2 separate regions of the Xenopus laevis genome follow, and region 1 is linked to region 2. A link is a contact called in public Hi-C data. All regions are on one chromosome and are shown on one strand. Each heading gives the region's core, a stretch centred on a gene start, on an enhancer-like site or on the middle of the called end of the contact. The rest is flanking DNA. Distances are from core to core; before and after follow the strand shown. Region 1 overlaps osr2.L (odd-skipped related transciption factor 2 L homeolog). Region 2 overlaps vps13b.L (vacuolar protein sorting-associated protein 13B).

Region 1 (4,363 bases), core at 1,244-3,743, 240 kb after region 2:
TTTTGAATTGGGAAAGGCTTGATGTATTTAAATAATTGCTTACACACTTGTATTTTGTCTTTGATAAATGGCCCGAACTGTTGGATGCACAAGTTTGAAAAATAAATAATGATGGTTCACTAACTTTGGAGTGCAGGTCCTTCTAAACTGTGTATATATTTAATATATATATTTATATATATTCAATCAAAAATAGGGATTTGTTATTTGTAACTGTAATTGCAATTGAAAACATTATGTTCACTGAGTCTGACTCATGAAACAAAGTAGCAGAGGTCAGTTCTCCTCCAGGTCTGTTAATCAGCTTGGCTTCTGCTACATTGTCTCAGGAGTCTGGGACAGTAGTGCAAATAATAAAAATAGTCAGAGACAGAGAGGCACTGTAAACAATTGTATTAATGACTTTAACGCCATTTAACATTTGTAATAAATATATATATATTGTAATGTGGTTTAAAATTCTATTTATCTTTCCTTGTGCAAGAAACAAAGCTAAATAGCATTTTGGTAGAGATCCCCTTTAAAGCACTAAGTGCAGAAGTCCCAGGCATAAGCACAAATCCACTACAGGGCAGTTTATTTTAGAATCATCTATAATATGGATCAACATTTCTATGTGAGTGTTTTGGGTTTTTGTCAGACCCAGGGAAAGAACTTGCTGGGATCAAACAACGGGTCCCTGTGTTGTTATATAAAAGAATAAAATAGATTTATAGCAGCAGTGACAATGAGCCAATACATAATCCCTGGTGTGTGCTGTGATTCATTTGCCCTGGTGTTGGTTAGTTGCACAAGTTTTCTATGGCTCAGCATTTATTGCTCAGTCCTGTCTGTAATTAACTGACTGCTTTAGAGTTCACTCAGCTTTCCTATTCACAACTAGTGATTTCCCAATAAGCCTCCAATACTATGTCCTGGGCCCAATGAATTCCATTTATGCTCCTCACTGTGACATTTTGTACAGTGTACACTCCATGCCACTAGCACACTGCCTATGTATTCATACACACTGTTATACAAACACACACATACAGTTATACAAACACACACACACAGTCATACAAACACACACACACAGTCATACAAACACACACACAGTCAAACAAACACACACACACACACACACACACAGTCATACAAACACACAGTCTTACAAACACACACACACACACAGTCATACAAACACACACAGCTAGACAAACACACACATACACAGTCATACAAACACACACAGTTATACAAACACACGCACACAGTCATACAAACACACACAGTCATACAAACACACAAACAGTTATACAGACACACACCCACAGTCATATAAACACACACAGTTATACAAACACACACACACACACACACACAGTTATACAAATACACACACAGTCATACAAACACACACACACAGTCATATAAACACACACACAGTCATACAAACACACACACACAGTTATACAAATACACACACAGTCATACAAACACACACACACACAGTCATATAAACACACACACAGTTATACAAACACACACACACAGTCATACAAACACAAACACACACAAAGCTGCCACCAAAAGCCACTTTTCCCCCTAAACAGATATAACATATGGGGGCTTTTATATTATTATTACTATGTATTTATGTTGAACAATACTAGATTCTAGTTTTTGGGGCTCTGGTGCTGCTGGGACCCCTAGTTTTGCACATACGATGCCCTTTCTTGCTAAAGTGTCAGGTTGGATTCTGGTTACTTTACACATATGCCAGTGTTTCCCAAACCAGATGGTAAGCTCTGTGGGCAAGGGGCCCAGGATATAGTCTGCATTTTTGCCCTCTTGCAAATGAAATATTCACATAGGAACCAAATGGCAAGAAAGGAGAGATAAAGTGCAACATTGCAAAACAGATTTTCGTTTTTATTGTTTACAATATAGTATTAAGGCTGTATCCTTCCAACATCTGTACCATTGTGCACAATAATAATAATAATAAAAAAAGTATAGCGCTATTTACATAGCTCTAAAATGAGCCGTTATCTGTACAGAGCACAACATCAGCCTTCGCTCTGGAGCAGGCCGGCTTTTGTATTACACTACAAGTCCCAGCATCCCCTGCCAGCAGATGATGGGAGCTGTAGTTCTGCTGGGCCATCCTTGCAGAGGTTCAGTCCATTCTAACAAGTCCTTGTGCTTTAGCAGTGGTCCCCCACCCTAGTACTTGGGGAATGTGGGGGGGGGGGAGAAGGAGGTGGGGCCCATCTCTAGAAGTCCTGTCTGGGGCTGTGGGTCAGACTGTGTCTCCTCAAATCGCAATTTCTCCGGAAAACTTTTCCGCACTGCTCACAACTGTAGGGCTTGATGTCTGTATGGGTAAGAAGGTGAGTTTTCAGATTACTTCTCTGATTAAAGGTTCTTCCACATGTGGGGCATTTGTGGGGTGATTCCTGTTCAGATTTGAAGCAAGCAAAGGATTAATCCTTTACACCGTCTCTCCTGCGTTATTTAATGTGACTACAACACCAAACAGGGCAACAGTCTAAGCATCACTTAACAGGGAGCGCCCCCTAGCAGCCAAAAGATCCGAGGAAGCCTCAGTTTAGCTGATGGAAACGTCGTACAGGTCACTTTCAGATGAAGCTGCTTAGACTATAATAATCCAGGGCCTGTTTTATAGGGTAGAAAGGATCAGAGGGGGGAATAGAAGATATTCTCTTGTGTAACACTTGGGGATCAGGACATAAGGGGTGTGTAAACTGTACAGCTCCTCTTTATGCTGTAATCTGAATACCATATAGGGATGCAGGGATTTGCAATTGAACAATTGCCACAGGTTTGACACCACTTACTGATATAAATACATATATAATGTATATTTGGGGGCCACATACGTCTCAAACTCTGGCTCTGAACACCCATAACAGGGTATAGATTTGAATTCACGTATTCTTTTCTATAGGGAGAACCTGCGGATACAGATGTGGAATCTTCCCTATGGAAAGCCCTGATGCAGAAGAATTATGGGGGAGCATTTAATCACTAGAGGTAAGTGATTCATTTAATTTCATATTGTCTAAGTCCTGAAGTGCGTCCCATCTGTACAGTGGCAGTCCTTTATTAGCACTTTATTAGCACTAGGGGCCACATTAATAGTGAGGTGCAAAACAACCTGTATGGGAGCACTTGGCGCATTAATATCAATTAGAGGCACCGGGTTATTTATCAACACTGGGCAAATTTGCTTATGGGCAGTAACCCATGGCAACCAATCAGATTGCTGCATAAATTGCTCCACTTGCAGCTGGTTTCAAAAAGCTAATCACTGATTGGTTGCTATAGGTAACTGCCCACAGGCAAATTTGCCCAGTGTTGATAAATGAGCCCCTACAATATTTTCTTACTACACACATCTATAAAAGTTCTCGGTCTTTCCCCAACAGGATTTAGTCTTACTATACACACTGTCTCACACTTACGTACACCATTTTACTATCCTATATCTTGCCTTACTATACACACTAGTACTATACAATACTTACTATACACACTAGTACTATACAGTACTTATTATACACACTAGTAATATACAATACTTACAAAACACACTAGTACTATTCAATACTTACTATACACACTAGTACTATATAATACTTACTATACACACTAGTACTATACAATACTTACTATACACACTAGTACTATACAATACTTACTATACACACTGGTACTATACAATACTTACTATACACACTAGTACTATACAATATTACTATACACACTAGTACTATACAATACTTACTATACACACTAGTACTATACAATACTTACTATACACACTAGTACTATTCAATACTTACTATACACACTAGTACTATACAATACTTACTATACACACTAGTACTATACAATACTTACTATACACACTAGTACTATACAATACTTTATATACACACTAGTACTATACAATACTTACTATAGACACTAGTACTATATAATACTTACTATACACACTAGTACTATTCAATACTTACTATACACACTAGTACTATACAATACTTACTATACACACTAGTACTATACAATACTTTCTATACACACTAGTACTATACAATACTTACTATACACACTAGTACTATACAATACTTACTATACACACTAGTACTATACAATACTTACTATACACACTAGTACTATACAATACTTACTATACACACTAGTACTATACAATACTTACTATACACACTAGCCCTCAGTTACAGGCCCTTCTTCTGACACATCATCTCTTACCATACACACACATATATATAGATATATATATATAGGAGATAAGTCTGCAGGGTGGAACGGTTTTGGGTTCACGGCACCTAGT
Region 2 (3,866 bases), core at 1,032-3,531:
CACATCCTTTAACTACATTATTATTTGAAACCATTTTTCTGTCTATTTTTCCTCTGATAAGAAAAAAACAGTTCAATATGTTACAAAAATGCAACTGGTTTAATGTCTGGTTACTAAAGTTCTCTTTTATTGTTGGGGTCCTTGTAAATACAGGTATAGGATCTACTATCAGGAATGCTTGTGAACTTGGGTTTTCAGGATATAAACCCAATTGGATGGTTTTGCTATGTATGCAGCTTAGTTACCATCAAGCTTCTGTTTTATTATTACAGAGAAAAAAGAAATAGTTTCATAAAATTAGAATTGTTTCAAATGAACTCTGAGAAATGGACTCCCCGTATTTCAGAGCTTTCTGGGTAACAAGCTTTCCAGTACTGTACAGACTAAGAGATGCATAATGGTGTATATGTAGGGTTTACTGAATACATTTTCTTACTATATCACCAGATGAGTTTTAAAGTTTAAAGACAAATATACAGTGAAACCTCAATTTTACAATTTACTGATGTTGAGTTTTCCCGGATTTTTACACCATTTCCCAGTCCCCTGAAAACATTATTTGGAGGCTCTACTGTATTCTCTTTAACGGTAGATATTACTTAGATTAGGGGGCTAATTTATGATCATTCTATCCACAATTCCTGGAAAAAAAATACCGGCCTTTCTATATATTTATATTTTTTCCCTATTAATAACATTGGGATCAGCCATCATTTTTACTGGCCAGGCCAGTAAAATACCGGCCAGGTGGTAACCCTAAATTCATGTAAAACAAAGTTCATGAGTTCTTTAAATTACTTGCACTTTCAGGCATCAAATACTTGTTAGCCCCCAAATGTTTTTGTTTTCTTTTTCTAATAAAAATCTCTTTTTTCAAAACGTCCAACCACAGGAACAAACATCTTGTGTGAAAAAAAAATGCAAGTGAGTTAAAGCTCTCATTCCTAACTTCGTTTTACCCAAACCCGAGGCTCAAATGATCACAAATCAGCCCCGAAGGGCAGAGGGGAATAGTTTATAGAGCCTTTTCTATGCACCACTATATACTATATATACTATATATATCTATGGGCACTAACAAAATTGTTTAAAATCCTTATAAGGCAGAATATTTACAATTTACTGAGCAACAATCTTTTAACCAATTCCTGCATATGCGGTTTCAAAATCCATATCTGTGTGTAATTTAATGCCCCTGTAATGTGCACGTAGAATAAGCCACTGAGAGACAATGTGTCTGCATAGTTATTTCACTGAAGTAATAGGAGCAATAATATAACAATGAATCTGGGACTTTCTCATGTTATCTCTTGTGCGTTGGGCATAAAAATATCTGTCTACAAGAACATTAAGAAGGCCCTTACACACACACACACATGCTTTATATCAAGAAGCCTCTAAAACAGATAACTGTATTGGTATGTAATGGTATTTATCCAATGTTTATGCTAAACGGAATATATTAAAAATAAGGAAGAACAATATTCTCATGGTACAAGGGGCTTAAATCCATAAACAGGAGCACAAATGAAGTTGAAAGTAATAACTGAAATAATAAACAGAACAAGGATTTCAGACATGTTCATCCTATATGACATTATGCTGTAACATGTTTTGGGACTACTTTTTCAATTTACAATGAATTACTTTGTTACTATTAAAAATTGAAAATTAAGCATAGTTTATTCTATTTTGTCACCATCTGAAGTCAGTGCATAGGGAAAGGATCATTAATATATCATTAATTCCTACCTCCCTTATAGAAATAGCACAAACAATGGTGTATATAGCCTTAGCCTGATTTAAAAAGACTATGGGGTATATTTATCAGGCCAGTCCGGCCTGGTTTCCAGGTCCAGACAGAGCAGCAGCAGAGGAGCTGATCCGTATGGTGTGGCCCTAGCCTTAGCCTGATTTAAAAAGACAATGGGGTATATTTATCAAAGAGTGAAGTTAGAGATCACCACAGTCCACTAGAGTGAAATTCCGCCTCTCTCTCTATTCAATTCTATGGGATTTTTAAAGGCATATTTATCAAAGGGTGAACATTCACTTTCACCCATTGATACAGTAAATACTCCTTTAAAAATCCCATAGAAATGAATGGAGAGAGACGGTTTTTCATGCTAGCAGACTGTGGCGATCTCTAACTTCACTCTTTGACAAATATACCCCATAGTCTTTTTAAATCAGGCTAAGGCTAGGGCCACACCATATGGATTAGCTCCTCTGCTGCTGCTCTGCCTGGACCTGGAAACAATAACGCCACTCAGATGCAGGCAGACGCTGCAGAATGCGGCGCGGAAATACAAGATTTTGCATTTCGCTATGAAAGTTGCCGTTTCTACCTGCACAGAAGTAAGGCTAGGGCCGCACCATAATGATCTCAGCCAGCATGCTGCTGCTATGCCTTCACCCGAAAACATTAACTGCACTCAGGTGCAGGCAGATGCTGTAGAATGCGGCATGGAAATACAAGATTTTGCATTTCGCTGCTGCTTTTACCTGCACCTGAGCAGAGGGAAGGCTAGGGCCACATCATAAGGATCTCGGACAGCGGAGAAACACAGGCAGAGAATCCACTACTCAATGACAAAATTGATCTTCTTCAAATACTCGCAAAATTTCAGTTTTCATTATAACGCTCCAGCTGTGTTGAATTTTAATTGCCAAGGCGGGCTGGGAATTTTAGTTCATCAACAGCTGGAGGGCCTCCACTGGAATGTCCAGTAGAACATCCATGGTCTTTATTAGCTCTCAGCTTTAACACCCTCAGATTTAACAGTATGAGGGCTTCTTTTGTCTCGCTGGTAGAAGGACTAGTGTTACAGAGCTGGTTTGGCTAGGGAATTGATAACCTGATAGGACAGCACACACGCTGACTGTGCCAACTGCTGGTCATTCAATGCTTGACTGTTTGTTTTTGTTGCTGTTTCTGTGACCCCTGTCAGATTTCACTGCAGGAGCTGGGGCCGAGTCAGGAATCCTGCTTCTGCCAGAACACAAACAAACTTTTTTAAAAACCAACATTGAAATAACTAATTGGGGCTTCATTCTCTTGTTTTCCTTAAATCATTTCATGCATAAAGACTCCTGGGCTCCACATGAAACCCCAGGGGGGCTTTAATTAAATCCAAAGTAATAAAACAATTAGCACATATTTCACCTTCATCTGAACTTCAATTATTTCTTACCAGATAAGGTAAAGAAAGAAACTGATAGAAGAATGGACAGCTCTGTCTTTTACCTGGAAACATATATTTTAGAGATAAGCTAGATGGATAGATAGATGATAGGTCGATAGATAGATAGATAGATAGATAGATAGATAGATAGATAGATAGATAGATAGATAGATAGATAGATAGACTAATCTATCTATCATACTATCTATCTATACTGCCATGTAGTAATTCTCTGTATTTATTACTAATGAGCCTTATATTGTGACATTTCTATTCTATGAGTACTGTATATTGTGAGTGGGTCCCTAAGCTCAGTAAGTGACAGCAGCACTGAGCGTGTGCAGTGAATCAGCAGAAAAGAAGATGGGGAGCTACTGGGGCATCTTTGGAGACACAGATCTTTACTGCTAAAGGGCTGTGGTTGCCTTGGGCTGGTACAGAAGCACAAAACATAATGTACAACATTTCTAGCTACTTCTTTAGTTAAGCTTTAGTTCTCCTTTAAAGTTAACTTTCAGTATGTTATAGAATGCCCAATTCTATTGAAGTTTTCAATTGTTCTTCATTATTTATTCGGTTTTTAATTATTTGCCTTTTTCTTCTGACTCTAGCTTTCAAATGGTCGCTGACTCCATCTGAAAAACAAATGCTAGGCTACAAATGTATTATTAGTGCTAATTT

What was found. A called contact is a pair of places that touch in the nucleus more often than the background predicts.
Region 1: a Hi-C map of the XL177 cell line shows a contact between it and region 2, with 3 times the contacts expected there. The contact joins two enhancer-like sites. A contact is called at or near these places in 2 of 4 Hi-C or Micro-C datasets (the XL177 cell line and the XTC cell line).

The regions. Positions count from the first base shown.
Region 1 is chr6L:139,118,793-139,123,155 of Xenopus_laevis_v10.1, forward strand. osr2.L (odd-skipped related transciption factor 2 L homeolog) reads right to left here. Exons shown (of 4, transcript NM_001096884.1): 4 at 1,894-2,359. The coding sequence ends at 2,300. Among protein-coding and RNA genes, the nearest start is that of osr2.L, 9.4 kb to the right of the region's middle. Within about 2 kb of position 2,494, at least 1 of the 7 cell types and tissues checked has an H3K27ac peak or open chromatin away from gene starts, as enhancers often do.
Region 2 is chr6L:138,874,925-138,878,790 of Xenopus_laevis_v10.1, forward strand. All of the region lies in intron 19 of vps13b.L (vacuolar protein sorting-associated protein 13B), which reads right to left. Among protein-coding and RNA genes, the nearest start is that of vps13b.L, 190 kb to the right of the region's middle. Within about 2 kb of position 2,282, at least 1 of the 7 cell types and tissues checked has an H3K27ac peak or open chromatin away from gene starts, as enhancers often do.